5 separate regions of the Mus musculus genome follow, and regions 2, 3, 4 and 5 are each linked to region 1. A link is a contact called in public HiChIP or PLAC-seq and Micro-C data. All regions are on one chromosome and are shown on one strand. Each heading gives the region's core, a stretch centred on a gene start, on an enhancer-like site or on the middle of the called end of the contact. The rest is flanking DNA. Distances are from core to core; before and after follow the strand shown. Region 1 holds the start of Sfmbt1 (Scm-like with four mbt domains 1). Region 2 holds the start of Nisch (nischarin). Region 3 holds the start of Glt8d1 (glycosyltransferase 8 domain containing 1). Region 4 holds the start of Cacna1d (calcium channel, voltage-dependent, L type, alpha 1D subunit). Region 5 holds the start of Nt5dc2 (5'-nucleotidase domain containing 2).

Evidence for each region. Hi-C and Micro-C count contacts between places; a contact is called where the count stands out from the background. HiChIP or PLAC-seq counts read pairs in DNA pulled down with a chosen protein or histone mark.
Region 2: a Micro-C map of embryonic stem cells shows a contact between it and region 1, with 6 times the contacts expected there. The contact joins the promoter of Nisch here to the promoter of Sfmbt1 in region 1. A contact is called at or near these places in 4 of 39 promoter capture datasets (3T3-L1-derived adipocytes, liver and stem cell-derived epiblast-like cells) and 1 of 484 Hi-C or Micro-C datasets (embryonic stem cells).
Region 3: a contact with region 1 is called in a Micro-C map of embryonic stem cells, with 4 times the contacts expected there. The contact joins the promoter of Glt8d1 here to the promoter of Sfmbt1 in region 1. A contact is called at or near these places in 2 of 39 promoter capture datasets (hippocampal neurons and stem cell-derived epiblast-like cells), 4 of 484 Hi-C or Micro-C datasets (CD8 T cells, embryonic stem cells and nephron progenitors), 2 of 115 datasets of contacts at active chromatin or transcription factors (bone marrow-derived macrophages and embryonic stem cells) and 2 of 9 other capture datasets (adipose tissue and liver).
Region 4: a Micro-C map of embryonic stem cells shows a contact between it and region 1, with 2.2 times the contacts expected there. The contact joins the promoter of Cacna1d here to the promoter of Sfmbt1 in region 1. A contact is called at or near these places in 3 of 484 Hi-C or Micro-C datasets (all in embryonic stem cells), 1 of 115 datasets of contacts at active chromatin or transcription factors (embryonic stem cells) and 1 of 9 other capture datasets (pancreatic islet).
Region 5: a contact with region 1 is called in an HNF4G HiChIP or PLAC-seq map of pancreatic cancer cells. The contact joins the promoter of Nt5dc2 here to the promoter of Sfmbt1 in region 1. A contact is called at or near these places in 4 of 39 promoter capture datasets (hippocampal neurons, liver, neutrophils and 1 more), 1 of 484 Hi-C or Micro-C datasets (embryonic stem cells), 1 of 115 datasets of contacts at active chromatin or transcription factors (pancreatic cancer cells) and 1 of 9 other capture datasets (pancreatic islet).

Annotation. Positions count from the first base shown.
Region 1 is chr14:30,712,273-30,718,405 of GRCm38.p6, forward strand. It overlaps Sfmbt1 (Scm-like with four mbt domains 1), which reads left to right and starts at 3,343. Exons shown (of 21, transcript NM_001166532.1): 1 at 3,343-3,603.
Region 2 is chr14:31,204,328-31,209,634 of GRCm38.p6, forward strand. It overlaps Nisch (nischarin), which reads right to left and starts at 2,499. Exons shown (of 21, transcript NM_022656.2): 1 at 2,240-2,499; 2 at 115-198. The coding sequence starts at 2,335. It overlaps Tnnc1 (troponin C, cardiac/slow skeletal), which reads left to right and starts at 3,985. Exons shown (of 6, transcript NM_009393.3): 1 at 3,985-4,051. The coding sequence starts at 4,028.
Region 3 is chr14:30,998,430-31,004,396 of GRCm38.p6, forward strand. It overlaps Glt8d1 (glycosyltransferase 8 domain containing 1), which reads left to right and starts at 3,004. Exons shown (of 10, transcript NM_029626.2): 1 at 3,004-3,568. It overlaps Spcs1 (signal peptidase complex subunit 1 homolog (S. cerevisiae)), which reads right to left and starts at 3,237. Exons shown (of 4, transcript NM_026911.3): 1 at 2,776-3,237; 2 at 2,415-2,474; 3 at 2,249-2,335; 4 at 1,397-1,793. The coding sequence starts at 2,988. The coding sequence ends at 1,668.
Region 4 is chr14:30,349,339-30,355,558 of GRCm38.p6, forward strand. Cacna1d (calcium channel, voltage-dependent, L type, alpha 1D subunit) reads right to left here and starts at 4,148. Exons shown (of 47, transcript NM_001083616.2): 1 at 3,587-4,148; 2 at 1,302-1,611. The coding sequence starts at 3,653.
Region 5 is chr14:31,129,835-31,135,803 of GRCm38.p6, forward strand. It overlaps Nt5dc2 (5'-nucleotidase domain containing 2), which reads left to right and starts at 1,255. Exons shown (of 14, transcript NM_001374087.1): 1 at 1,255-1,542; 2 at 4,905-5,089; 3 at 5,196-5,270; 4 at 5,504-5,559; 5 at 5,660-5,753; 6 at 5,852-5,969. The coding sequence starts at 1,323.

The DNA of each region.
Region 1 (6,133 bases), core at 2,093-4,592:
TTTTTTAAAGATAGAGTTCTGTTATGTAGGCCTGGCTGACCTGATACTCATAACTTTCCTTCTGGGACCTCCAGGTGCTGGAAAATCACCTCCACTGGCCATACACCTCCACTTCCAGCTCCAACCTTACTACTACTACTCGTACAGCCACCTTTGGCTACAATTATTATTATTATTACCATCATTATAAGTGCTATTGTACAAAGAAATGGGTTCACTGCAACTTTCCATAATTTACTTCTTTGGAACAGAAGACATGATTAACAACAGTAACTCACATTAAGCATTTACTATGTGCCAGCCATTGAACTTGTGAGGTGGTATTACTCTGATCCCCATTTATAAACCCAAACTGTCAGGCCTGACTAGGCAGTAACTTAGGTCACAGGGCTGCTCATTGTTGAGCCTTGTTTACTCTCAAAGCCCATGTTCTTTGTTCTTTTTAGACTTTTTTTTTTTTTTTTTTTTTTTGAGACTGGGTTTTACAGTGTAGTCTTGCTGTCCTGAAATCACTTTGTAGACCAGAGATCTGCCTGCCTCTGACTCCCAAATGCTGGAATTAAAGGGCTTTATTTATTTTTAATTATGTGCCTGTGTGTGGGCATGAACATGTGAGTGCTGGTGTCTGAGGCACTGTATCCCCTGAAGCCCAAGTACAGTCTGAGGTGAACTCCATGTAGGCACTGGGAATTGAACTTGGGACTCCATGTAGGCACTGGGAATTGAACTTGGGTCTCTTGCAAGGGCAATATGTACTGGTAATCGTTGGGCCATCTTTCCAGCCCTGAAACCAATGCTCTTAATCCTTCTATAATTATAAGGGCATGTATGGGCATGTAAACCCTATTTTAAAAAATGTTCTTGGACTGGAGAGATGACTCAGCGGTTAAGAACACTGACTGCTCTTCCGAAGGTCCTGAGTTCAAATCCCAGCAACCACATGGTGGCTCACAACCATCCATAACAAGATCTGACTCCCTCTTCTGGAGTGTCAGAAGACAGCTACAGTGTACTTACATATAATAAATAAATAAATCTTTAAAAAAAATGTTCTCATGGTCGAAATTGACCCTTGTCAGATGTAAAAACTATTTCAAAGAACCAGTAGTTATAACTATACAGTATTTGCTGAAATCAAGGTCTATGGGAGGAACTGGATGATTCTGAAATACACAATCCAAAAGCAAAAGTTTAGCAAAAAATGTAGGTTTTGCTAAGCAAAAAACAAGGGGAAATTATTTAATAAATGGTGACTGCATAAACAATAACCATTGTAATAGAGGAAGGAAATTAGATCTACATTTTTATCTATTTACTCCAAAACAGAGCAAAACTAAGATTGGATAGATGATCTTAGAATAATAAAATATGCAAAGAAATTATACCAGTAGACAGGTGCATGAAAGCTCACTTTGTTGGCATTCAACAATGAAAACAAAAACAAAAACAAGTAAACAAACAACCAACACCCAGAGGACTAGAATGACAGATGAACTGTAAACTAAAGCAAAAAAGAACATCAGACAGGGGCAACATTCCCTTCAATAACAAAAGTGAAAGATCCTTAAAAGAAAAAAAAAACTTTTTTTTTTTAAGTTAGAAGAGATTCAACTCGAGACAATAGATATGAACAACAGGTTATGTACAGAAGGGGAAATACAGATAGCAAATGGGGAAATTTTGAATGTTTAGTCATCCAAGAAGTGCCAAATAAGGTCACCTTAAACTAGGCATCATTCAATGTAGGGGAGAAAAGTTGTCCCTCAGTGTTTAGGAATGTGCATTCAATTCCTTACACTCTTCCTTGCTGGTGAAAGAACTGGGGCAAGAGAGGGCCATTCACAGCTTTCTACCTAAAAACTTTCCCATTCCTAGAAACTCAGCTCATCTGTGGACCGCATGGATGTGTTAGCAGACAACTGCAATGTAATAAAATACACAAGCAGGAACTATATACCTTAAAAACGACCATGCAAACAAAAAATGTTAGTCATAGTAGCAAATAAATGAAAATGTGTGCTTGCAAGCATGTATCTATGAAGAAGGGTTTTTTTGTTTGTTTGTTTGTTTGTTTTTTGTTTTTGGCCGGGGCGGGGGGGGTGTTGGGAGGGGGTGGGTGGGAGCTCAAATTGTGTAGCAATAATTGAATATCCTTTTATATTCTTCTTTATTTTTTTTTCTTGTTACTTTGTCTTTTCAATGGTGCTTACACTTACAAAAAGAAAAAAATCATCTGGCGTTTGTAATGTGCATATTTCCCAAGGTTGCCCAAAAACATGAGAAAGATGCTAATGGGAGCATCCCAAGACCTTCGTGTGTGTGTGTGTGTGTGTGTGTGTGTGTGTGTGTGTGTGTGTGTGTGTCTCGCCTCCTCTTCTCTAAAAGAAAGGAGTCTTCCTTGAGTAGGAGCCCCTGACTGAGGCCATCTTAGGCTGGAGAGTCTGGTCTCATTGGCACTCCGGGATCCCACAGGCGCTGGGATTTTCTTCTGAGGGAACTTTCTGGAGCAGGTGGGTGTGCTTCCTATTGACACCTGTGCTCGCTGAAGAAGGGTTGAGTAGCCGAACGTAACTGCCTGTGGGCACCTTCCGATTCGAGGCTGATTCACAGCATTTTTGAGCTTCTCCTGAAGCTCTTAGGTCAACCTGTGCCCCTTTGCGGCAGGACAACTCATTTACTGAGCCTGGACATGAGGTACGTAGAGGCGTTCGAGTCGGACTCGGTAGACGAGCACTAGAGTGCCCTGCTAGATCTCAAAGAACGTGTAGGATTCCCGACGTGGTCCGGCGGGCGGGCGCAGCTCCCTCGGCCACGGTATGCGCCCCTTGGGGACCTGCAGAACTGCTGCCTCTCTGCTAATACCATCTTGCTCGAGGTGGTCACGTGCGGGCTACAGTGGCGCGCTTCGCCAGGGACGGATGGATCAGGGACTTCGCGGGGTCCCGAGCCGCTCTGTCCAGAAGCCCGAGGTGAGGTCTTTCTTTCCAGAATCCCAAGCAAGGCCAGGACGCGCCTCCGGAGCCCGAGGACGCCGTCTCCAAGCCGTTCTCCGTCCATGGCGCCGTCGGGGATCAGAGGCTCACGCCGCGACGCCCAGCGCCACGGCCTCGCGGGTGTCTTTCGGCGAGGTGCGGACAGGGGGACGCGAGCAAAGCGGCGGGTTATGGACCCGGGCCCGCGGACGCGTCGTCTCCCGTGCAGCTCCAGCTCCGCGAGCCGGTGGGCTTGGGGAGGCCGGGTCGGGAGTGCCACGCGCGCGAAGCGAGGGGCGCGGGTTGCCGGGAGGGAGGACCGCGGAGCTGGGGGAGGGAGTGGGGGGGCCGCGGGCGCATGCGCCTTGCGTCCGTGCCATATTGGAATGAGTCGGAGCGCGGAGCGCCGCCGCCGCCGCCTCCGCCGGAGCGCGGGTGCAGGGGGGCGGGGAGAGCTGCCGGCCGCCCCGCTCTGCCGGGCTCAGCAGGAAGGAGGGCGCGAGCAGCGCGAGCGGAAAAGGCGCCCCGCGCGGGCGAGCGCCAAGAAGGAAAGAAAGAAAACCGAGCGAGCGGGCGGGCGTGCGAGCGAGCGGGGAGAGCGAGCAAGCGCGCGCGCGAAAACTCCCGTCAGGTAAAAAAAGCGGGGCGGCCGGCTGGGCCTTCCCGCGCGGCGGCCTGAGGGGTGGTGCGGCGCCCTCCCAAAGAGGCCCAGCAACTTTGCCAGCGGGAAGCGCCGGGAGCCAGCGGGCAGCGAGCGCGCGATCTGAGGCGCCAACGGGCGGCGGCGGCGCGTTGGGCGGGGGGGACGACTGGAGTGGGTGGGGGGACGCGGCGCCCGCGCGCGCGGCCTGGCGCGGTCCCGAGGCTCGGCGCGTCGGCCGGCGGGGGCTGCGGGGACGCGCCCGGGCACCTCGCGGACGCGGCGGAGGCCGGCGGCGCCGGGAGAGAGAGAGAGAGAGGGAGAACGGGCGAGCGGCGCGCGTCAGCCCAGCTGGGCGCGAGAGGCCAAAGTGGCCGGGTGGCGGTAGCGGGCTCCCAACTTGCAGGCTCCGGTCCCCTGCCCCCATCGAGCGGCCTCCCGCCGAGCCCCCGCGGACCCGCCCCCCCGGGCTCGCTCCGGGCGGGGCGCGAACCCGCAGCCCGCGCGGCCGCTCAACTTCTCAGGGCCTAGGCGGCGGCGGCAGCGGCAGCAGCAGCAGCGGCGGCGGCGACAGCAAGCGCGGTGGCCGAGTCTGAGCCTCCACCGCAACCGGTGGCTCCGGCCTCTCAGGCGCTTCGCCTGGGGAGGCACCGCCGCCCGACCCCCTGCGCGGATCTGGGGAGCGTCCTGAGGCCGCTCGGCAGGTCCGTGACCGTTTCGTTTTCTGTTCCCAAGTCTTGTTTTGTTCGCTGTAAAGACGCTGGAGGGGCGAGCCCTGTGTCCTGGGAAGCAAGGCCTGCTCTTTGCGGAGCAGAAAAGCCTTGTGAGACTCGGGATAAATTCCCGCGGAAAGGATAGACGTCGTGTTAAGTTTCCCCCCCGAGATGCCAGCTGTTCGCGTGGGGTCTCAAACTAAGCTGTCAAAGCCAGGTCATCTTTAGAGCTTGCGGTGCAGTGGGGTGGGACGCGTCCTGTAGGGCTTTTTTTTTTTTTTTAACTTGGTGGGCGCTCTTCCCCGCGGGTCACTCACAGCAGTTACTGGCCCCAAGTGGTGTGTGTCTTGTGATTGCTGTATTCATCAAAAAGATCTGAAGGAAGTAACATGGAATTAGTCATTATCTGCGTATGGCCTCTCCTGAACCGCGATTTTTAAGATGTCATACTTTATTTCATCTGAAGCAAAATGAATGCTTTGAGCGTGTAACTGTTGTGTCAGCTGTCTAGATGGGGTGGAGGAGGAGGAACGTGTTTTCGTAAGTACACATTGGGGCCTGTTAACTCGCAGCAAATGAACTCTCTTAGGCCACAGGTAGAGTCAGAGTTCAGATTTGTTTGCAGTGTCAGGAACAGCCAGTTGGAACTAGAGGGACCTGAGAGAAGGAGCCAGTTGTGTTATAAGGTTATTACTCAGTTACCATTGGCGAGCCACTTTATCTTTGGGTAGGTGTCTTACCCAGTGTAGTTTTTTGTTTTTTGTTTTTGTTTTTTTTTATCTTCCTTATTATTTGCAAAAGTGGGATAAGTAGATCACCATGCTTTGGGTTCTAAAATTTGGAGACTTCTTAAAATGAGATTTTAAAAAAGTTTTGAAAGGTTCTATCTACATAAAATCACTCACAATATGTGTCTTTTTAAAAATAGATTGGAAAAAACATCTTGTTAGCTAAATCCAGAATAATTCTGTGGACTTTATTTGAACACAGACTTTTAAAGAAGGCATTTCAATATATTTAAGAAGTTACACCTTTCACAGTTTAACAATGAAATCGGGAAAGGACAGTTCGGCCTTGTTTTACATATGCATAAGTCTTGATGGCCATATACACATTAAGATACAGAACAGAGCATTTCCAGCCCTCCCCCCACCAAGGGATTCCTCTAATTGAGTAAACACCTGCCCTTTCCCTAAGGCAACCTCTGGCCTGACTTCTAACTCAACCAATGGATCTTGTCTGAAGCAGGACCCTTTAGAACGTGAAAGGGCAGTATTAACTATTGAAGGATAGCAGGTATCCTTGGAGATGTCATTTTGGTCCTGATGCTGTACTGGTGTAGGGTTCCAGTATCTACAGGGTCTTAAGACTATGACCTTTGGTCTTTGTGGTCAGAAGGACTCCCCCCCCCCCCCAAGACAGGATTTCTCTATATAGCCCTGGCTGTCCTGGAACTCACTCTGTAGACCAGGCTGGCCTCGAACTCAGAAATCCGCCTGCCTCTGTCTCCCGAGTGCTGGGATTAAAGGCATGCGCCACCACACCACTGCCCGGCTTCAGGAGGACATTTTTAACTGAGCAGTTTTTGGTGTGTTAGGATTGTGGTTTCTGGGGGTCTTTATGTTTATAGTCGTTATATTATTATATCATTTCCCATTTTGGGATACAGATTTGTAGAGAGTAGGTTTGAAGGAAGAAATTATGAATTTTTGAACAAGTTAAGAGTTAAAGGTGTCAGATGAATTAATTTTGTTAAGCTTAGAATTTGCAAAGACAATTGAATGAAAATTGATTTTTTTAAAAGTCTA
Region 2 (5,307 bases), core at 1,249-3,748, 490 kb after region 1:
TTACAAGCAATAGATGTGGAGGCAGTTTTGCCCTAAAATTAACATGTGGCACAATGGAGACTTGGCCCACAAGCCCCACCCCTTGAGATACAGGTGCCAAGGTCTTCAGATTACCTTTTCATGTAGGTCATGAAAATCACTGTAACGGTGTTTGATCGTCCACTCATGGTTGCCATCGGTAACCTGGATGACATAAACCTAAAGGGAAAAATGATTTTTTGTGACAAGAGAACCCCAACTCACAATAGCTGCAAGGTACTCAGTCCCCACTCCCCAAAAAGCCAGAGTCAGGCATCCTTGCACACCCACTGTGCACCCAGCTTTCCTCAGCCTCCTTGACAGCCCTGTAAGGTCTGGAGAAGAGCTCTGGCTCCCATTATCAGGAAGGAATGGTATGGGTGACTAGCTCCACACACCTCCTTAGATTTTTTTTTTTTACCTCCTGTCTCTGTATAACTCAAAACCCAACTTGTGCTATAGGCAAGGCTGCCCCTTCCAAGGGAGGCAGAGCAGAGCCCAGTGAGGCAGCACCAGTGTCTCTGCTATACATCTTTCCAGGAGCCCTAACTCCATCCTAGAAGCAAGGCCTTCAGTCAACCTCTTCCACTAGCTGTGGTTTTGACTTTGGCAGCTGAACCAGGAGGCAAGGCATCACCAGGCTTCCAGGGGCAGCGGTGGCTCAATCAGCCTCAACAGAAGGCGATATAGCTCTGGTGGTTAATCGTCCACCAAAACCTGGGTTCAAAATCTGGCTATCCCATTTCCTGGGTGTGGCTTATGTGCCACTTATGTAAGTGACTGGGAACCTAAGCTCTCTCTGGGCCTCAATTCCTCCATTTTAAAACCTGGTGGGCCAAGTAAAGCAATTAAGTGTAAAGGCCTAACACGGAACAGAAGATAGATATGTTAGTCACATTCCGTGCATCACACCCAGTGACAAATGAGGATGGTCAGTTTGGATCATCACCTTGCTCCTGACACTAAGGGGAAGGACAAAGAGCCTCTACTGACTGCAGCTAGTCCTAGGTGAGTGACCTCATTCCTTAACTAGATCAAGCCCCACGGTCCTAGCTTCCCTTCCTCGGCCTGGAGCACGGAGAGGTTAGTGGGAACAGTGAACGAGGCTGATTCCTGACCCCAGGAGCAGCCATTTCTCCAGAGCCAGCCTGTTGCTCTAAAAGGAGCCGCTAGCGGCTTCTCTTCCTTGCAGCGGGGAGAAAGAACTAGATAGAGGAATCGCCCTCAGGATCCGGTATTAGGGTGGGAGCCAGTGGGGTGGGGCAAAGGCAGGCCCGAGGCCCTTACCTCTGTCCACCCTCCAGGGAACAAAGGACAAGGAGACGGGAGGTGCTCAGTGGGCCCCCACCACAGTGCAAGTTTTCACCTGGCAGGCTGCCCACGAGGCTCTCGGGCCTAGCATCCAACCCTATGCAGGCCCAAAGGGCGTCTAACGCCATCACAGAAACTACCCTCCTTTTTTGTTGGCTTTCCCTTGTAGCCTACAAGGATACATTAGAAGCTCGTGTCCCTCTCCCCTAAGCCGTGACGTCCCCTAAGGTTTGCAGGCCCTGTACTTCGGCCTCGAGGTAACTTCTGTGTTCTGCACGGCTGGGATCCATTCCTTTCTCCCCAGACCCCGAGGGCTCATTTTTCCATCCACCACCCCCCCCCACACACACACACACGCACGCACGCACGCACACACACACACTTCGCAGGGCTGATCTGGACTGCGACTAGTGTTTGGTTGGTGGGGGTGGAGATCGGGATCTGCTGTCTCTCCTTCACCACCTGATGATCTCTAGCCCTGGCCCTTGGTCCCATCGACCAGAGACCACCCCTTCCGCGTCCCCTTCCTCCCAGACTTCCCATGAAGGTCTCTTAGGCTGGCATTCTTCCTTGCCTGGAGGATCCAGAGGGCCTCCATCTCACCATCCCCTCCTCCCCCACCCTCTGATTGCTCCAACACAAGTCTCCTTTTCTGGTCGCGCACCCTTTCCCCAGCCCCCCTTCCCGCGCCCCGCCTAGATCCTCCTCCAGAACCTATGCGACCCGGCCCTTCCTCCGAATCCCCCATTTTTTTCGGGCTCCCTCGTCGCTACCTCGCAGAACCTTCCACGCACTCATCGAATGTGCTACCCAGGCCCCCCCCACCCCCCACTTCTCAAAGCCCCTGGGTCGAGAACTCCGGGTTCCAGGCGCTAAGCCCGCTCTGGACGCTCGCGGCCCCCCAGCACACCGTGTACGTGTCCACGAGCTCAGAACCCACGACGCGCGCCTCCTTGGCAGGCTCGGCCTCCCGCTCAGGGCCGAAGCTGAGTGTCGCAGCCGCCATGTTGCCGGCTCCACCGCTGCCGACGCCCGGCGCAGAGTGGCAGCAGCAGGGGGCGGGGTCAGCGTCCCACCGCCCCCCAGCCCCCGCTGCCCCCCGCCCGCGCCCGCGACGCCATCTTGGCCCCTCGGCCTGCTTGCGTCCTCGCCCCGCCCCTTGCCCGTAATTGACAGCACAACCAGTGGCACGCATGCGCAGCTCCTGCGGGCTTGCCCAATTTGCTTTCTGTATACCTGTGCGGCGTTCTGTCCCCTCGGGCAGTTGTGGTCATTGTCCGCTGGGCTCACAGCAGGGAAGGGCAGAGGCCATGGGCCTTCGGAACTCTCCGAAGTCACTCTGCTTCGCTTGGCCTCAGTTTCCAGAGGGGACATTAATAGGGTCTCGCCTGGCTGTTGGGTTCATTCCCTGTGTAGCAAGAGCAAAATGAATAAGACTAGACTTAGAGATGGAACAAGGACCAGAGGGACTCTCCGACACTTGGGGGGTTTGTTGTTAAAAGTACTGGTGGAGAATTGATTGTGGTGATTCTGCAGTGCTCAGTACCCCACGGGCTTTCCCCTGGCAGTGTGCTAGGCGGCACACTGGTGTGTTCAGGGAGAGCTTATATGCAGCAGACGTGCAGGTGGATGGAAGAGATATGCGCTGTCCATCTGGTTTCCCAGATGACATCCTGCAAGAGCTCAAGGTGAGGAGGAGACAGACTAGGCCTTGGACACAAGAGCGTGGCTGAAGAAACATCCATAGGGAACAACCATAGGGAAGACTTAGCTGGAGAAGAGATGACCCAACCGGAGGAGGAAAAGAGAGAATCCTGATAGACATAGGGTTCTTTAGGGACACTTGTTGACTCACAGAATGCAGCTGACTCAAACCCGAAGTGAACACTGATTGTTGTCCTTGAAAGATGGAAGGTTGCGGCGTGGTAGATCCCGCTGAAGGGCTTCAGGCCAGCCTATTCTTTGTGGGCCAGTGACTTCTTCCATTACCAGTGTCATATTATACTCTGAACCTTGCATAGGAAGTGTTTCTTGGCAGGACTTACACTGCCAGCCTCTGTTGGCATGCTACCATCTCTCAGGGGGTGTAATATAAGGTAGGGATTCTCCGGTCAGCTTGACCTCAGGCAAGTCACTGTGATTCCATAGAAGACCGAACTGTTTACTTCACATTTCCTGTGTGCTCATATTTTCATTCATTCAGGAAACTTTTTCCTGAGGTTGTTGAGGATGTGTGTGTGTGTGTGTGTGTGTGTGTGTGTGTGTATTGCATTTAGGTGCTTGCTCCCAAACCTGAAAACTTGAGTTCAGTCCTGGGTTCCTGGGAACCTAGGTAGCAGAGAGAGATAGATGACTCCTGCAAGTTGTCCTTTGACTTCCACATGCACTCATAAATAAAAGCAATACATTCTTTTTTTTTTCTTGAGACTTCCCTGGGGGTGGGGTGGGGTCTGGGGAACAGATGGCAAGAGACCTGGTCCTTGCAGTCCTTCATAGCTCCTGGCCCTAGGCAGATGATACAGGGACTTTGGCCAGCCTGAGATTACAGGGACCAGGGAGGGGGTGGAGGATATTCCAGGCAGTGGTGGGCTGGGCTGGGAATGTAGCAGGAGGTGGAGGGAGGCAGGGCTATATAAGCCCAAGCAGAGGGCTGGCTGGCTGGCAACCCCAGTAGCCTGTCCTGTGAGCTGTCGCCAGAATGGATGACATCTACAAAGCTGCGGTGAGAGATGAATCTTTAAGGGGTTAGGGTGGGTAGGTCCATTGGGGTTCCCTTAGCTAAGGATGGAGGACAGGGGTACACTAGGGAAGTGATGGGGGACTCAAAAGGGTCCCCACACACCTGTAACCCAGCCCCTTGAGCTGACATTTGGGGGATGCAGAAAGGGTAGCAATTCAGGGGTTTGTCAATGTGGCTAGGGGTATGGTCTCAGCTTTCAGCATCCTGTGTCTCCCTCTGTTTCTAACCTGTCACTGTCTTGAGTGTATTTGTGTTTTTATTCTTTAGACATCTGTTGGTCTTTCACAAGGTCTTTCCATCTCTGTTCCTTCCTCACGATGTCTCTGAGTCTTTGTCTCTCTGTGTGTCTCCAGGTCTGCGCCCCGCACCCCCTCCCAAGCTTCCATTTCTCACAATCTGCTTCTTACATACTCAGATCTGCCTCTCTCCTCTAGCCCCTGAGCTGGATGAGGAGGCTCTAGAAGGTGGGAGGGAATTGTGAGAGGGCTGGAGAACTTGAGTCCTGGGATGGGAAAGATGCTTTGAAGGTACAGGCCTGAGGAGAGGGAGGGAAGAAGGAATGGCTTGTTGGAACCTCAGTCCCTGGCAGGCTCAGGGGTTAGGTAGGAGTTGAGAGTGATAAGAGTCAGGGTTAGAGAACAGTGACCCTAAGACTGTTCGATTTCCTGGGGACGCTGAGGGACTTTTGATATACCTGCTTCAGAGACAAGAAAATCCTAGCAAACAGCTGTTCTCAGGAAATTCTCTCCCAACCCCCGGAATATGGCCCCACTTGTGAGCAGGGAAGGGCTGCAGCTGGTTCCTATGGTATCCTTGGCTATCTTGTAGGAGTCTGTGGAGCTGGAGTAGGGGGGTGGCCCTCCACCCAGTGCCCATACAAGGCCTGGCGGGGCTGGGGACTAATTTTGGCTCCTGAGGCAGCACCAGTAGGCCAGGGGGGCAGATAACACTACCCCACCCCCTGCATACCAAAGTCCCCAGAACAATCACCAGGTTTAACTTTGTCCCCCTTTAAAAATAGCTCAGTGGCCACCCTGGTCAGGTTACAGTGGGTGGCTTTGCTCGCCCCCACATTCGTTTTATTGTCTCAACCTGAGGGACAGCTGTCTCTCAGGCCATGCAGCTTAAGTTTCATTAGGATGACATAAAGGACATGCAATGGTCAATGACTATTGTCACTCAGGACACCTTGGTCCTGGGAGGGGTGCCTGCCTGTCACCTTGGCCCTAGCCCAGCCT
Region 3 (5,967 bases), core at 1,754-4,253, 290 kb after region 1:
TCTCAGGCCCACTCCCTCCCTGGCCCGCTGTCTAGGTTGGCCACAGTGGGTCTGGCTCCTTTACAATTGGATGGCAGTGCCCCATGAGAAGTCTGAGTAGGGCTAGGCTCTCAGTATCACCCACAGCTTCCTCCCAGGCATCTGATTGGACTCTTTTTAACAGCTTCTGGGGTCTCTGAGCCTGAGACCTCCTCCTTTCTAGTCAACTAGGGTTATTTAAAAATTGACCCAAAATCTAAAAAGAACCTTCCGGGGGGCTTGTGAGGCAGCTCTGTAGACAAAAGCTTTTGTTACCAAGCCTAGTGTCCCAAGTTCAATCCCTGAAATGCACACAGAAGCAAAGAAGTGACTGCTGCATCTGTCTTCTCCTATCACCTCTACAAGTGGGCCCACATTCAGTACATACAAACAAATGTTAACAAAACAATGGAAAAGAGACGAGGGGGCTGTTAATACGGCTTAGCCAGTCAAAGCACCTGGGCTCCATCTCCAGGAACATGGTGTAATCCTGCAAACTGTTCTCACCTCTATATGCACACTCTTATACACACTAAATAACTTTTTAAACAGGGAAAAATTTTTAAAAAGCCGACTAGGAAGGTGCAGTGAGAGATGGTTCTGCTTATATTTCTTAAACAAGACCATCTAACCAACACAAGATCCATGAGAGAACTGCTCCATGAATTTTAGTTGAAAGCATTTGGGCTAAGCATAGTGGGGATATGCCTTTGATTCCAGTACTCAGAAGGCAAAGGCAGGTGGACTATGAGTTCAAAGGTCAGCCTGGTCTACATAGCAAGGTCCAGTTTCTATATTGGAAGACCCCCGTCTTGCCAGGCAGTGGTGGGCACGCCTTTAATCCCAGCACTTGTGAGACAAAGGCAGGCAGATTTCTGAGTTCGAGGCCAGCCTGGTCTACAGACAGTCAGGCTATACAGAGAAACCCTGCCGGGGGTGGGGTGGGGGGGGTGTCTCAAAAACACCAAACCAAACAACTCATCCTTAAAACAGTATGAAGGCTCATAATGGAATGTGAGACTTGGACAGTTATAAATAGGACTTTCCGGGCTGGGGAGATGGCTCAGTGGATAAGAGCACTGACTGCTCTTCTGAGTTTAAATCCCAGCAACCAAATGGTGGCTCACAACCACCCCTAATGGGATCTGACATCCTCTTCTGGCATGTCTGAAGACAGCTACAGTCATACAGTGTACTTATGTGTAATAATAAATAAATCTTTAAATGAATAAATAAATAAATTAGGGCTTTCCATATGCCAGGCGTGGTAGCATATGCCTGTATTCCCAGCACTTTGGGAAGGTAGGGCAGGATTTTGAACTTGGAGACAGCATAGTCTACATAGTGAGAACCCACTGCAAAAAGAAAACAAATGTAGTACAAGTTATGAAGTGTTTATTCATTATACACACGGGAAAGAAGCATTGCATACTTGTATCTCCTGTTCTCCATAACAAGCTTATGAAGAGATGGTATAAAATAGTCATAACTTAAAATACATTTGGATTAGAAATGAAGCCATGACAATTAGATCTCGACACAGCTGTGCTATAAGAACATAGGCGGTTTAAGCTCATGTTTTGCTTATGAAAGCAATTCAGCTCATCTCACAGGAAACAAAAGCAGGTGCTGAATCATGAAAGTCCCAATCAGTTATTTTTAGCATGCCTCTTAATTTTTCTGTCCCCTGATTTCTTGTCTTCTGTGCCTAAGTCTTGAACAGGTAACCACTTTAGGGGATGGCGGCGGTAGATAGGCCATGGAGGAAGTGTCAGCTAGATCAGAACAGAGAAAAGGTAGCATTTATTTCCATTCAAGGTCTAAATGATCATTTAGTATGTCTGATCCCCAAATAACCACCATGCTAAAGATTAACAAACTAATGAGACAAAATATGTCAGGGAGTGAGAACAAGCCTTAAGTGTTTACACATACAAGTTTTAAGAACTAAAAGAAATATGAAGGCTGCGTGAGCAAAGCGAAGCCCCTGGCATATTCATTTTACTGCCTAGAGGAGATGCAAAAGACAATTAGAAAGCTCTACACCTTTATGTAGCGCAGGCCATCGGACACAACTTAACATTCTACTTTTCAAATAATAGAGAACAGAAACATTAATGGGAAAGACGAACAAAGAGGTGATTCTGGTTCTCACTGGTAGGTCCAACCAAGTCTCCTGAGTCAGAAAACTTACGCTACTGCTAATACGCAAATACCACAAATAGCTTACCAAACAGGAGAAAGCAAATCCGGCCATAACTATGTAGACAGTCCACCCAAACTGTTCAGCCACGTACCCGTAGATAAACCCAACTATCTGAAAAGAAACAAAGTATATAAAATGCACTCAAACCAAGAGAGGCGGGGTTAAGAATTAAAAGTAATGCAATACTTACTGCAGAAAAAAGAATGATCCCCTGAAACATCTGTTCAGCTAGTTTCTGCCCCTTGTAATCCTAGGGACGAAAAAGAAGAGGACGAGTTGGTCCTACTGCCAAAGGACTGCAATTCTCGTAGGGAACTCAGCGTTGGCATAAGGCAGCATTCAACACCAGGAGGGCCCGAGAGTAAGGAAGCAAACATGTAATTTCCCAGGGAAACTTGGGCATCTTAACAGACCACGGGAAAGGGGATCTATTCTGGGGAAGAGAAGGGAAAGTGAAGCCAATCTTAGGAGTGGCTCCGGTGAGGGTGAGGGGCTTAGAAGTCGCTAGGCTCCAAAGAGAAGTGCGGGGGATCGGGGACGCGCGCCCTCACCATCTGGGTGGGCAGCGAACTCAGGTGTTCCAGCATGGTTGCTGAAGACCGATACCGACAACGAAACGGACGTAGCCGATTATTAAGGAGTAAAGTTTGCGGGGGTCGATATCGAGAGCAAGGCCGACCAGCCGAGCGTTTCACTTCGGCCGTGGCCCCGGAAGCGGATGTCTCCGAGGGGCACGGACAACCCCTGGCCCCGCCCCGCGCCATCGACAAGGGAGGTACGTCTCTTAGCTTTCCTAGAACCCTGTACACTGCTCACGAGGGCTGGGGCAGCGACCTGGCCGGAGCATCGTGCACCGGTCAGCGCTCCTGGCCGCCCGGAGCTGTAATTGCGGCAGGAATCACTTGCGGGCTGCGCCTCCCCAGTTTAACGGCCGCCGGCGCGCTCCACGTCTCCATAGCGACGGCCTTTACTCGGGGAGGACCCGGGCGACGGGGCTGCCCCGTGGCGCCTGCTGCGCCTGGCTTTCTGGCAGAGGGAGGCACAGTCAAACTAGGGGTTGTGGCCCTACGTGGCTGCTGCAGAGCTCGCCGGCCAGTGGGCCACGGCCAGAGAGCAGCGGACGCGGACGGCCCGGCGGTGGGCCGGGGCCTGGGGCCTGCGGAGCGAGCGCTGAGCTGGCGGGGCGGGCTGGGGCGTGGGCGGCGGCCACTCCTCCCAGCGCAGGTAAGGGCGACTGCGCCCAGCCTCGGAAGGCGACGATTCGTCTGACGCGGCTCTAACCTGACCTGTCAGTGCGTGGCGGGATCCCCGGAGCGCCTCACCACGTCCCCATCACTCCTAAGCGTAAGGAGGCTACTAATGATCTCTAGAGTTAGGGAAGATAACGAAGCCACATTCTCCAGGGAAAGGAGACTGCCTCGGAGAAGAGCTGCGAGGCCCAAGTCGCCCCACATCTCGTGGATTGAGCTTCCGTGCCCCTATGTAGAGGGTCCCAAATTCGGCCTAACTTTTTGGTTGCCGGTTTCCATGGCTCATTCCCAGGCCAGTCCCTCTTGGTAAAGACCAGCCAAGGGCCGGGCGTGGTGGCGCACGCCTTTAATCCCAGCACTCGGGAGGCAGAGGCAGGTGGATTTCTGAGTTCGAGGCCAGCCTGGTCTACAAAGTGAGCTCCAGGACAGCCAGGGCTATACAGAGAAAACCCGTCTCGAAAAACCAAAAAAAAAAAAAAAAAAAGACCAGCCAAGGGGTTCCCTTAACCCTGTCTTTCAAGGGTTGTGTATTTCAAAGCGTGAGCCCTTCCCTCATGACTGAGCTAGATGGGGTGCCGAATTCAGACAGACCATTCTGGGGATCCCATCCTCTGGGGCCCGCTGCCTCTGTGGACTCTGCTGTGCATGCAGTCAGGCACAGATGGCGAGATGCTAGACACTCTAGACTGGGAGGTGAGTAGCCGATGCCAGCATCTACACATCCATGGAGCTACCAACCCATTAGTTAGTTAGTTAATTTTGATTAGCACAGTTGTGACTTAGAACTTGGAAACTTGGAGTGTGTCAAGGAAGATGTCCACATCACTCCAGTAATGTGACTATTGAATTAGCTGCGGGGGGAAAGCACCTATGTGATAGAGCTCTGGAAAGTGTAACCTGGGCTTTGGGGACGTTTCCTGATCGTGAAAGACAAGTGGGGCATAGCCAGTTAAGTGTGTGAAAATGTCCAAGTGTTCTTGTGCTTTGACACCATTCAGAAAAGTACAGACCCCCTTGACACTTCGGACCTTAGAGCCAGTACAATGAAAGACTACAACAATCTTCAAGGGTCTTTTTTCTTTTCTCCTTCCCTACACTTTCCTTAGTACATATGAATAGGCTCTCATTCCTCAGGGTTGTATCTCTACCAGTGCACTTCATAGGACGGGAGTTTGTTTTACAGACCATATAGTATTTGAACTATAAAAAGATGGAAAAACAAAATGGTTTTGCCTTGTTCCTTTTGACCCAACAGCTCCATAGGAATCTCATGCTTTTCCATATTCTGGAATTTAATGTTAGTGATGATTAAGATTGCAGTAAGAGCTCTTCTTTATTGGAGATCTGGACTCCTCCTGGATTAGCAAATCCAGGACTGTTCCACAAATGTCACATGCTTGCTGCATTTCTGGAAGGGATGGCCTTAGGTGACAGGATACAGCAGTAGAATTACATTTTCATTTAACTCCTTGTTTCTGTGGAACTTAGATTCACAGCTCACAGATGCACACATGCGATCATTCCATAACTGGGAAGGAAGAGTAAGATTGTCGGTGTAAGGAGAGCACAGAAAGATGCGATTGGTGACCTCCGCAAGAGCAGTTTGAAAATAAGACCAAACATCTGAGAACAGAGGAAGGAAACACACAGAGAGAAGAGTATTTCAGCTCATTTGAGACATTTAGTGTGAGGGAGGCAGAGACATGGACCTGTGGGTCAGTCCTCTGGAAGTGCTCCATCTTCTCCACCCTCCTCTACCTCTACTGCTTTAACTGGAAGACACCAGAACATGCTAGTGTGCGGATGGGTGTGATCCACCAGGAATGGCGAGAAGTTGGTGCTACACGAGAACAGTTGTAGGATAGGGTACAGAGCACCAGTGGGAATCCTTCCATGGATATCTGTGCTCCATATTGTATGTAATAGGAGGGGAAAGTTTTTTTAAAAAGTTGAGACTGAATATAAACAGAGGTATTTAGCTTTAGCTTTTTTTTTTTTTTAAAGTGGCGGTATGCTAGACAGATAGTGAGTAAAGTACTCACCTCACAAGTGTGAGGACCCGAGTACTTATGTAAATGTGGGTGAGTGTGGCAGCTCACCTATAGTGCCAGCACTCAGGAGGTGGAGATGAGATGCTGAGAACAAGTTGACTAAAAGACTGTCAAGTTGTGGATCTAATTGAAACTTTGAAACTTGTAAGGTGAAAGAAACACAAGCAAGGAAAACACCTGACAGAACTCACTTCTCCCCATACACACTTGCGCACACACACACACACACACACACCAGAAAGAAAAGGCTGAAACAATAAACAGAATACATTTTTCTTAAGATTCTTTTATATTAATGGGTAATATATGTCCTGGGTTTCCTGTATGTGTGTTTGTGAGGAGTTTGTATACAGGTGGTTTGGGAATGTAAAGGTTTTGCAATTTCTGAGCAAAAGAACCATGAATTTTCTGCTGCTGCTTCTCCTTCTCCTTCATTTTTCCT
Region 4 (6,220 bases), core at 2,898-5,397, 360 kb before region 1:
ACACAGGCAGCGGCCATGATGAGGACCCCCCACTTTCTAGCTGTCACCCAGCAGTCCTTCACCCTGGCATCTCCCTTCCCTGAGCCTGCTGAGGAAACCTCCTGCTTGCTGCCAGAAATACTCAGAGGGCCTGTCGGCCCGAAACACCCTTCTGGGAAAGTGCAATGCTTTATTCTACCCAGACCAAAGAAGCATATGATTAATTAGAAAGCCTGAGTTCAAGAGAAGGTTCCAGTCAACCTTTCCTAGCGGGTGGCAGGCATTGGAGCCTGGCTCCCAGGTCTGGGGAAGGGAATAAGCAGGTAGAAGCAATATTGTTTTCCAAGATCTGGGGCATGGCGATGACCATCCTGGAGCCAATTAAAGTTCAGTTTTAAAAATGCAGACACTCAGAAATGTAACTTCAGGCCAGTCCAAATGTGTGTGTGTGTGTGTGTGTGTGTGTGTGTGTGTGTGTACATACACAGACATATGCAGCACCTGTCAGTTCCTCCCTGGAGTGCTGCTTTGTCACACACGGGGCTTAGAGGAAGAGACACTCACCAGCCTCCCCTGCATGGCTTCTAGACTTGCTATATGGCTGCATGGCTCTTTTTTAAAGCTTATCAAAAAGAAATTTCAGGAAGTCATAGCATTGATCAGCTAATAATAGTAGTAGTAGTAATAATATCAAAAGTAACTTCTCCCTATAAATCAAATGTTCGCATTTAAAGTTACCTAAACAATTAGAATTAGCAAATAGCAGAGCCAGAAGCAACCTTACACTCACTGTAGCTGTCCAGGCAAATTTCAGTCACTAGAACCAGAAGATTCCACTAAAGGTCATTTCTAGTACAGACTGAAAATAGTCTCCATCTTTTTTTTTTTTTTTTTGTGAATCAGCATACCAAATTTTCAACAAATTAAAATGCATATAACTGCCCCCAAAACAATAACAGCTTCAGACCTATCCAGTGTTCTATGACCAAAGGTCTCGTTCATATTCTAACTCCCTACCACTATGAAGTTGCAATCTTCACTTCCCCCCCCCCACACACACACACAGCACTACATACATACACACACACACACACGCACACACGCACACACACGCACACACACAGGCTAAATATACTCATGGACACACCCTCTGCAAGCTGGGGAGACAGGAAGCCGTAGCCCATGAAGCCCCTTGCCTGCAGTTGCCACCATTGCTCACATTCCAGACTGCTAAGGCTCTGAGAAGTGTCACTGCAGAAAGCAAATCCTTTTGAAGCACAGATGGCAAATGAGAAAGACTTCCCACAGAAAAAAAAGGATACTTCCATTCCACTATACTAATGCAGGCTCTTCGGATGGGGTTATTGAGGGATAAACAGAAAAGGGCACGGGCAGGTCGGCTGTTAGACGAGTTACCCTGTTTTTTGCTCTTGGCGTATTGCTGACGTTTTCTTTGGGAGAGAGATCCTACAGGTGGGGGTGCAGAGGTGCTCATGGTCTGGGCGGCCTTGGCCTGTCTAGCAGCATCGATTGCAGCTTGCCAAGATAGGACAGTTTGCTTGGAGCTGTTGGGCTGAGAAGTTGGTCCTTCACCAGAAATAGGGAGTCTGGTGCCTCTTGCATAGTTTGCCTCTGAGGAGAGGAGAAAAGAGATTATTCCTTTTGGAAAAAAAAAAAAGAAGAAGAAGAAGAAGAAGACTTCAATCCATACTATCTTTTTAAAAAGCAAAAGTGTCTCCCATCTTGCATTTCCCATTTTGAACCTTCTGTCACAAGTAGTGGGGTTTGGCCAGGCAATGCAAAAGTCACCAGAGCTCTACTCTGAGCATCAGTCATGCAGGGCCATTGTTGTGCCACACCTAACCACACTGGTACTCTTCCATACCTGTGTCTTCAAAAGGAATCTTTTAGTGCATCTCTTCTGACAAACTGAGGCCATTCTCACAGTGATCCCGTGTCTTTTCCTGACTTTGAAAACACATGTATCTCTCATGGCTTAACAGATATACACAACTCCCTTTCTCAAAAAGTAATTACCAACACACACACACACACACACACACACACACACACACGCACACACGCGGGCACACGTACACACACACTCAACCAATAATTCAGTAGTTTTAACCACTTTTAGACTATTCCTCCAAAAGCTCTCCATAGCCATATATGCAATTTTTTCTACATGGGAAAAAAAAAAAAAACCTCTTTACTGGCACCAGGCAATACCAAAAGCCCCACAACAAATATCTAGATTATGCATTAACACTTCCTACAAATGAAAATTCATGATGCTTGGGACTCATTTCCTCCACAAGCTTCAGAAAACAGAAAAACATCTTTAAGGCTTTTTTATTATTATTATTGCATTTTAAATTGCAGCAGCAGCAGCCAAGCCAGCATCTAATCGGCCTGCACCCTAAGAGTCAGGGTGCATTATGTCAGGGAACCTCAAGGCCTATGCAATAATTATCTCAGTGTAGAGTAGCATCCAGGTACTCCCAGGGCAAAATACTCAAAAGCGGGCGGGGGAGGGGGGAAGGGGAGGGCATGGGATGGAGGGTGTCCCTTCATGTATAGAGCTCGCCTCACTGTGGGTCTGGTCATTCCTTGGAAGATGGACATTGGGCCACCATCACCTCTGCTGAAGCAGATGTCAAAGTGAGAGTGGTGTCAGAGGTTGGAAATCGGGCGTTTGCAAAACCAATTATCACTAAGTAAAGAGTCAAAGCAAGCACAGGTCTCCTGCCCTACTGTCCTTAAGCCTGGGACAGAGCAAAGCAGGCAGGTGGCACTCAATCTGAGATCAGGGACTAGTTTTGCCAAGCGGTTCCTTTGAGAAGCGCTCACCGGAAAAGGCTTCAAGAAAACCAGGGCTGGGAAATGCTAACGACCTCCATGAAGGGAACCTGGCCAAAAGCACCCCAGCCTTCTTAGACCCGGCCCCCGCTGGTGTGGAAACTGCACGTGGTGAGTTGCAGAGCCCCACAGCGGCAGCAACTCTCTGGGCATTGCTAGGTTACCGACGTGTGCACAGGAGGCACAGGGAGCGGGAATACACGCTCCACCCGACCCTGTTCCCTCAGATCCCAAGACCCGGGGCTTCTCCCATGAGATGATGGGACCAAGCGACCCAAGGGGTAAACCTGGAACAGTCCTAGAATTTTCCTGATGCTACTAAGGACCTTCTTCTTAGTCAACCAGAGGCGCGGGAGATAGGGGGAGGCTGGAAAAAGGGTTCAGGCTGAAGACTAACACCTCCTCTTCCATCGCTCAGGGGCGATGAAAGAGGAAAGTTGAGCCCGAGCACACTGAACCCGGATCACCTCACTCTTGCCCCTTGGCTCCACAGTACTCCACACACACCCAAATGGCCGCCCCCACCCCAGCAAATGCAGAATTAACTGACATTCACGGCCTGAAGAGGAGAACGGAGTAGCTGCCGCGCATCACCCCTTTCTATGTAGATGACACCAAGCCAAAAGCATCATTTCCAACCCCCTCAACCCACCCAACGCATCGGAGATGGGGGGTTGGGGGTGGGAAGAGTAGGATCATGATAGGATGAGGTTTGGCAGCGGGTACCCAAGCTCAGGCTGCTCACCGTTCGCATGGTCCTCTTGGTGCTGCCGTTGATGTTGCATTTTTTTCATCATCATCATCATCATCATCCACGAACATTTATTGAGCGCCTACTGTGTGCAGGGCACTATGCTCAGGGTTAGGGAGGGGGAGGAACGGATATGGGAGGTTACGGATAGGTAGGAGCCGCGGTCCCTGCCCTTATTTTCGCTTCAGCAGGGGGTGGGGAAGGACAGAGACAAATAACCAAAAATAAAGATAATTTATAAAAACCGCCTGCCACCCACGCTCCTTCTTTTTTTTTTGAAAAATGGAGCAAAATAAACTTTTTGTAAAAAATAAAATCAGATGTATATATTATCTTAGTAATATATACATGTAATTTTTTATTTTTTTTATTTTTTTTTACTGCAAAGGAGAATTGGCTTGGTCCCCTCCTCTAGCGGAGGGACACCGTGGTGGTGCCCGCCCGGCCTGCCGGGCCGCTCGGCGCGCCCCCCATGCCGCCCGTCCGCCCGCCCGCCGCGGTGCCCGGTGCCCCGCCGCCGCCGCCGCCGCCCGCGCCGCCGCTGGCTCGGGACCGCGGGCAGCCGGAGCTCACATCCGGGGACGGAGGCGCTCGCCCGCCCGCCCGCCCGCCCGCTCCGCGCCCGCCGCGCCGCGCTGCACGCCGGCTTCGCCCTGGCGACGCTGCGCGCCCGCCGCCGCCGTCCCCCGCCCTCCCCCGCGCGCCCGGGCCTCCCACCGGCCGCGCCGCGCCCCAGCTGCCCGCCTGCGGCCCACGCGCCCCCCGGACTCCACGGCGCGCGACTCGGACGCCGCCACCCCCAGGCTGGCGCGGCTGACCGAGGGTTAAGTGCGCTGCGGCCGCCGACAGCCCGGTTAACCCCCTCGGCGCCGCCGCGCGGGCGCCCCTTCCCCGAGCCAGGCCCGTGGGGCCCCGTGCCTGCTGCTAGGGGCGCCGATGCGCCGCTCCTCTACACGGCGTCCCCAAGCGGAGGCTGCTGGGGTCCCCTGGGGTCCGCTGGGCTGGCTCTGGTGGCCTTCGCACTCTCACACCTGGGGGAGGCCCCGCCCCCCTCCCCCCAGGAACCCAGGTGCCCGCAGGCGATCGCTGCTGCTGCAGCATCAAAGCTCAGGGTTCGAGGGCTCTGCTTGGACTGGACAGGCGTCCCCCAGCTCTTACACCGTTTCTTCCAGTTTAGAGGTGCAAAGAGATGGGGGGCTTGTTCTTTGGGGAGCACTGACTGTCCTCAGAGATCTGCCCTCAGCCCTGAATCCCGTCCTCCCTCCCTTATGCATACGTGGCGGTGGGCTCCCTCCCTCTCGCCATCACCTCCACGTGTATTTGGAGACAGGTACAGAGAAGTAACAGCCAAGGTCTTTCAAACTGCTAGTGTGGAGAGGTAGACTGTGCAGCTCAAATTGATGACTCGTTTAGGAATTAATACTTTTTTTTGTACCTTCTCGGCCTCCTGTTTGTAGTGGGGGAGGTCTACAGGCCCCAGCTCCGTCTGGAGGGGGAAATACTGTATCTAGTGGATGACTGATATTTTTCATTTAGCTTTGTGCTGGCTGTTGGGAAAAGGCGTCTGCTTTGTTACTTTGCAGGATTCGATTTATTTGCCTTTGTTCGGATCTGCTTGTTCCTACGGAGTTTTAGAACGTTTGAGAACAGTGTCTTTAAAGCAAAAGGCTCAGCGTGAATTAAGAAAATAAATGTTTCTGGGAAGGTGCTCCTTGCTCAAAGAGGACACACCGAGCATCTCTGATTGTTGCAGGGGGGATCCACCTGGGAAGAATGACTCTCCAGGGGTCTTCCTGAGAGAGGGGTGTCTAGTTAGGATAGAGGAAAACAACCATGCTTGCCTGCTTTTTCACTTGGCTCTTTGGAGAGTGGCAGGATTGGGAAGCAGCCTGTGGCCTGTGTAAAAGAAAGCTGGTCTGAGCAACCTCACCTGTGCTGGTGCTTAGCTGAAATCAAAAAGGATGCAAGAACATATCCTTTGATAGGTCAGATTTGCAAGGAAGCACGTGTGTCACTATCAGAATTCCAGGTCTATAGCTTATCCTCTGGAGACTTCTACAGAAAATGCCTTGCTAACACTGGCCCATTGTCCGATTTAGTTCAGCCAACACTGAACAGGCATCTGTTAAGCGCAGTTGTCTAGGCTAGGAGTTACCAATTTTGATCTGTGTGCACAGTCCCTTCCTCAAGGGCAAACCATCTACTGGAAGAAGCAGAAGCTGGGCTATACCAAGTGTAGGAAGCACTATGCAAGGGTGCTCTGGAGCCCTGGAATTGAAGGGCTCTGAGAAGTCTTCCCAGTTCTGTTAACCGCTTAACTAAGCGGGGAGAAGAGACAACCACAGGGCAATGAAGCTATTCTGTATGTCACCATAATGATGGACCTAGAGCATTATTTGATTGTCAGAGGCCATAGACCTGTGCTCCACAAAGGTGAACCGTGATATAAACTGTGGACGGAAGTTAACAATAACCCATTGCTACTGTTTCAACAAATATACCACACCAAGCCAAGATGTAATCATAAGAAAAACTGCTGGAGACATGTACCTTCTATGTAAATTCCCTGTAAACCTAAAACTTTGTTTCTATTAAAAAGGGGGGCTGATTTAATAGGGCAGGAAGAAT
Region 5 (5,969 bases), core at 5-2,504, 420 kb after region 1:
AGAAATTATGCTGTGCAACAAATCTGGTATGAAAGGAGTTTATTGGGGAAGGAATAGAGGCAGTGAGGGAACCATGAAGGCAGAGAAAGAGGGGGGGGGGTCATAAACAGCTGACTAAGCGCAGCCTGCCTGGAGGTACCTACTGGAGAAGCCACACACAGTGAACGCCTGGCACTTGGTGCCATTTCTCTTGGATCTGAGGACTGAAACTTGTAAAGTGTCATCCACTTGGAAGGAATCCACATGTGGCCAGGTCTTCACAGCCCACCTAGGTCAATGGACCTACAAGGGTCCACCCATAAGCCCACCCTTCGGCATCCATGACTACCCAGACCAGAATCTGATACACCCGATCCTCAGCATAGGTACAGGCAAACTACAAACGTACACATTACACACAACCTTAAACCCAACAGCCACGTGTGTTCAGTTGGGCAACTCACCACCAACAATGGACATTGGGCCCAGCCTTTCCTAGTGTACACCTGCAAGCTAAGAAAACAGAAGTGGATGGAATGAAAAGAATTTCATTGAGACAGCGCTTGAAAAAAACCATGGCAATTCAACTGGGGGCCTGCACCGTCTGGCCCATCCTTTTACAGCCGCCAAAACCTGGTGGCTGCAGTGATCCTGGCCCACAGCCAGAAGCGTATGCCCAGTAGATAGGCTCCTCATTTAAGTCGATCACCTGGGTTGGGTACCAGGCAATACAAAGAAAATGCTGCCTCAGCAGGCGTCAGCTGCCCATCAGGCCAAGTGGTCTTAGCCAGCTTGGGACTGGTACTGAAAGCAAGTAGAGCTCTTGTTGTCTTAGCGACCTCAGCTCCAGTGGAACGTGCAGTCAGTCAGAAACTGGGGCAGGGGCACGAGGCCCCGGGGCAGGAGAACTGGTCTGGAAAGAATAGGACAGAAGAGCAGGGGAGGGGCAAAAAGACCCTTGGGCAAAGGAAGAGCAGTACACTCGAGCGCTCTTGCTCCTCGGCCGTCCAGGATCTCGCGGAGACCCGGGGCTCTGCGACTTCCCGCTCAAGGGAGGAAAGGTACCGCCATCGCCACCGAGACGACCAAAGGGGGGCGCAGAGCCCCTGAGCCGAGCAGGGGACAAGGAGGCGGGGGTCGGAGCCCGCTCCGCCCCGTCCCGGAGACCTCCCGCCCCCTGGGCCGAGTGGTGCGTCCATTGGCCGGATGGGCTCCGCGCGCCTCCCCCATTGGCCGGCCGCCTTGAGAAGCACGCGGCCACGGTGGCGGGCGGGCAGTCGGAGAGCGGCGGGCAGGCGGGCCAGCGGACGGGCGGAGGGCGGCCGGGGCAGCGCGCAGGGGGCATGGCGGGTGCCGGACTGCGGGCGACAGCTAGGCGCTTGCTGCTGTGCAGAGGCCACAGCGGACCGCGGGCCGCCTCGTCCTCACCCTCCTGCCCTGGCTGCGGCCCGCCGGGTCCCGGAGCCCACTGCCCCAGCACCCCGCGCTCGGCGCCCGCAGACGGCGCGGACCTCAGCGCGCACTTATGGGCTCGTTACCAGGACATGCGGAGGCTGGTGCACGGTGGGTGACGCCGGGTGGGCAGTGAGCCGTAGGTCGTCAGACGAACGGTGCCCAACAGACGGCCAGGGCACCGACCGGGGTGAAGGACGCTTGGTGGGGCTCGCCGGGGTCCCAAAACCTGAGGGCTAAATGGCGTTTTAGAAAAGGCTCCATCGGGTTGTTAGGAGGTGTCTCTGCAGGACACCGCTACTCCTGGGGCGAGTGGGGCTTTTTGTCTTCTGGCGGCAGAAGCTTGGAATGCCTGGAGCGGCCGCTGCGCACGCGGCCCCCATGGTCTTGCTCCTGAGTCCAATCTGCGGGCAGTAGCGGTAGAACCCCTCCCAGTCCCTCGTTCTCCTCTGGCCCTTAGTTGCAGTGTGTGGACAAAGACTGACTGAGCCGTGTTCACAGATGGCACGACGTAAGGTGACACCAGACGGACACTGCAGGCACCTCTTGGCTTGTCTCTGGCGGTCTACTGCACTCTAAACACTCGGAGGAACAGAAAAGTTACTGTAGCCCCCCCCCCCCCCCTGCAATCCCTCGGGAGTTGCTATATCTCAGATAGAACTGCACAAGGCACTTAACCCTCTCCTAATCATTCCCTTGGAATGGGCTGATGAGGCTGGAGATCTGAGCGCCGAACATCTGTCCATTGGTCTGGTGGGGCCCTGCCTCTTCAGCCGATAGATGTGGTCTGGGCTGTGACCCCTATCACTGCCCAGCAGGGTGGCCCTCGGCTTCACACCCTCTGAAGACCCTCAGTGTTCTGTCCCAGAATTTCGTTGATGACTCAGAAAGAACAAGGCCAAGCAGGAGCCTGGGGACCTTCTGCAGGAAGCCCCAGAGGTGAGGTGGCTTGCATTGTCTGATAAGACAGAGGAGCCCTGACAGGGAGGTTCCAGCTGTGACTGGACTAGGGTTTCCACTCCAGCTGTGAGGAGAGCTGGACGCTGGCCAGAGTTCACCTCTTGACGTGCTGCAGTCAGATTACTTGAGACCTCTCAAGAATGGTTGCTCTTAAGGATTGGGAATATTGCAGGGTGACCAGGATTATTTAAGAAGTCAACGTTCTGCCCCTAGTGTAGACCCTCTGAGTGGCCTGAGAAACCTACTTAGGATGTTTGGGGGAGGGGGACACTACTGAGAATATCCTTCAGGACTCTTCCTCATCTTCAGGCCCTTACATGCTCTGTGAGTTCTTGTGTGCAGGGTCACTTCCACTGCCATGCCAGGGTGAGCTAGCTTCATGCCTCTGACCCCTGACGCCTGCCCGCCCGCCCCCCAGGCTAGGTTTTAGGGCCAGGGCTAGTAACCCTTCAGAGAGCAGTGGAGAAGGGCTGTCACCTAAACTGCTTGGCCTCATGGGATGAGAAAGCTAGGCAAAGAAGAGTGATGAAAGCGGGCGGAGTGGCCTGAGTGTGCATCTCATTGGGTGCCGGGTACTGGGTGGTTTAACTGGGTGCCTTTACCAAGCTTAGTTCTCTGGGCACCGGAGGTGGCAGTGTGACTTCTTCATGGAATTGGAGGAGGGAAGGAGATGAGTTTTAAGATTCACAAGTGGTAACTACCAGGGCTGTAGAACCTGAAGAAAGGAGGTCAGGGGCTTGACAGTAAAATCATAAACACCGCAGACCACCTCTGGTCATGGCTTACCCACACACCCAAAGCTCTGATTTCCTTGGTCCAGAAACGGGGAAAGTAAGCAGGGAAAGTGGGCTTCTTGCCCATCCTACTTGTTCCCAGGAGCGTTTATATGACTCTGAGAAGACCCTTAAAAGCAGAGCCAAGACGTAGTCAGAACGCTGCAAGCTTGGACCCACAAAGGCCATGTCTCTGCTTCCTGACCCAGGGGTTCTGTGGACACAGGCAACTCGTAAACAAAGTTGTCATCCAGGAGTGGAGGGAGGGTTGTGGAACTATCCAGCTGTGTGGGCAGCTGCGGCCCAGGGTCCTGTGACAGCGAGGAAAGGGTGTCCCTGAGGCTGCTCTGTAGAGAAAGCACACACATCCCTGTGAAGATCCACACTTGGCAATCTTCAGAAGTGCTGCTCTGTACTGGCTGGCTGAGGCCGCCCGAGGAACCAGCCACACCTGTTCCCACACCTACACCCTGTACTTGACACTAATGGAAATGGGGGTGGAGCCCTGTGTTCCAGAGGGGCCTCTGAGGCAACAGCCCAGCACGTAGAGGAGGTGTCTGCACAGTGCAGCAGCCGCTAGACATGATGTGGAGCCAGAGAATCTTGCTTTGTGATCAGGATCAGTGTGGCTGATAGCTTCCCTGGAGACTTGGACATCAAGTCTCTGAGACCGAGCCTCTTCCTCCCTCTTCTCTTTCTTCTGCTCTAAAAGTAACCTAGGGAGTCCCAGGCAGGGCTTTTGGCTCAGAGGCACGTCTGATCCTGCATATTGCATAGGTTCGGAGCAGAAATACTACACGAACTAGGTTGGTTCTGACTTTGTTCCCTTAGCCTAGGGCTAAGTTAAACGTTCTTGAATTCACAGACATGCAAGGGAGGACCTGATCCTGCCTGACTCACTTCCCCATCACATCGTGTCCTCCTTCTCCGTCCACTTTACCCACTCTCCAGATGGGGAAGACAAGGCAGACGAGCCTAGGGCCCCAGAACCTTCTTGGCATAGTACAGGGCTTAGCTTCCCTCTGTGAATCTTGTTGAAGCTTTTATGATGATCACCAGAAGAGAGCTGGCTTGTGTCCCCAAAACCCGACATCTTCCGTCCCGACTGTGGTAATTAGCAATGTTCCCTGGCTGAAAACCGGGAATGTCATTATGTGGTCTGGCAAGCAGTTGAAATCCGATTAGAGGGGCCTTACTCTCCCGGCCTATGGCAGGTGTGCCAAGTTGGCAGCCCCACGGGTTCTCTGCCCCTGTAATGTTCTCAGGCCTCATCCCCAGCCCTGGGTAAAGTGGAAAAGCAGCATTCATGGCCTCCGCCTCCAGTCGGATCAGAAAAGAACAAGCACCCTATGGGAGGAGTCCTCAGTCCCTGCACTCCACTTGGACGGGGTTTGAGCGTGGGGTATGACTCTTCTGAGGACTGCTGCCAGGGTTCCCACATACCCATGTCTGGTAGGACTTAGTAACCAGCCTGGGAGAAACCCAGGTCCAGAATCCGTGGTGCACTGCAGGTGATTAACAGAAAAGGGAGGCCTGTGACTCTGACCCAATCCCCAGAGGAAGCAGGCTAGCCCATTGCCAATTCTGCCTTACCTTGGCCCATTCCTTCTCTGGTGTCTACTGCAATGGCCAAGATGTCTCGTGGGGCGCATGGGGGCGGGTAGCCACAAGCACTCGGGCCGTTTGCCGTAACTGAGACAATGGTGATGGTCCTGCCTTCTTGGTTCTCCTTCCCTGTAGACCTTCTGCCCCCTGAGGTCTGCAGCCTCCTAAACCCAGCAGCTATTTATGCCAACAATGAGATCAGCCTGAGTGACGTCGAAGTCTATGGCTTTGACTACGACTACACGCTGGCCCAGTATGCGGATGCACTGCACCCTGAGATCTTCAATGCTGCCCGGGACATCTTGATAGAGCACTACAAGGTGAGACCAACAGGACCGAGTGTGACCTATGCCCCAGACTGAGTCCTGGGGTTCCCCTGGTATCCTGGGCTGGGGGCTAGCACTGCTACTGGCTTTTTGCCAACAGTATCCTGAGGGGATCCGGAAGTATGACTATGACCCCAGCTTTGCCATCCGTGGCCTGCACTACGACATTCAGAAGGTGAGTGGCTAGGCACTGACTGACCCCCTCCTGACTAGATGTGAACAGGGCCAGCTTCTTCAACCTCCATCTCTCCTCATCAGACCACCCCCACTTCAGTTGTAGCTTCCCGCCCCCCCCCCCCCAGTAGCATCTGGTGGAGTTTTTGTTGCTGAGGGTTGGGAGGTCCCAGGAGAAGCTGGTTCAGGGCCAGCAACAGACACCTCCCTCACCACTGGCCCTGCCCCCTCCAGAGCCTTCTGATGAAAATTGACGCTTTTCACTATGTACAACTGGGAACGGCCTACAGGTTCGTGCTGGGTCCGCCCTCATCCTGCCCTTGTCCCTATGCTATACCACTGCCTGGGCTCAGGCTGAGGGCATCTGTCCCCGACTCACCCCCAACTCAGGGGCCTCAAGCCTGTGCCGGACGATGAAGTGATCGACCTGTACGGCGGCACCCAGCACATCCCACTCTACCAGATGAGCGGCTTCTATGGCAAGGTATCCCACACCACCTTGCCCTTGCCCGAAGCACCCAGACCAGAGATTTTGATCCCGCGGTCCTTGGCATGGTGGCTGAGAGTGAACTCCCTCCCCAGGGCCCATCTATCAAGCAGTTCATGGACATCTTCTCGCTCCCAGAGATGGCTCTGCTGTCCTGTGTGGTGGACTACTTTCTGGGCCACGGCCTGGAGTTTGACCAAGTACATCTCTACA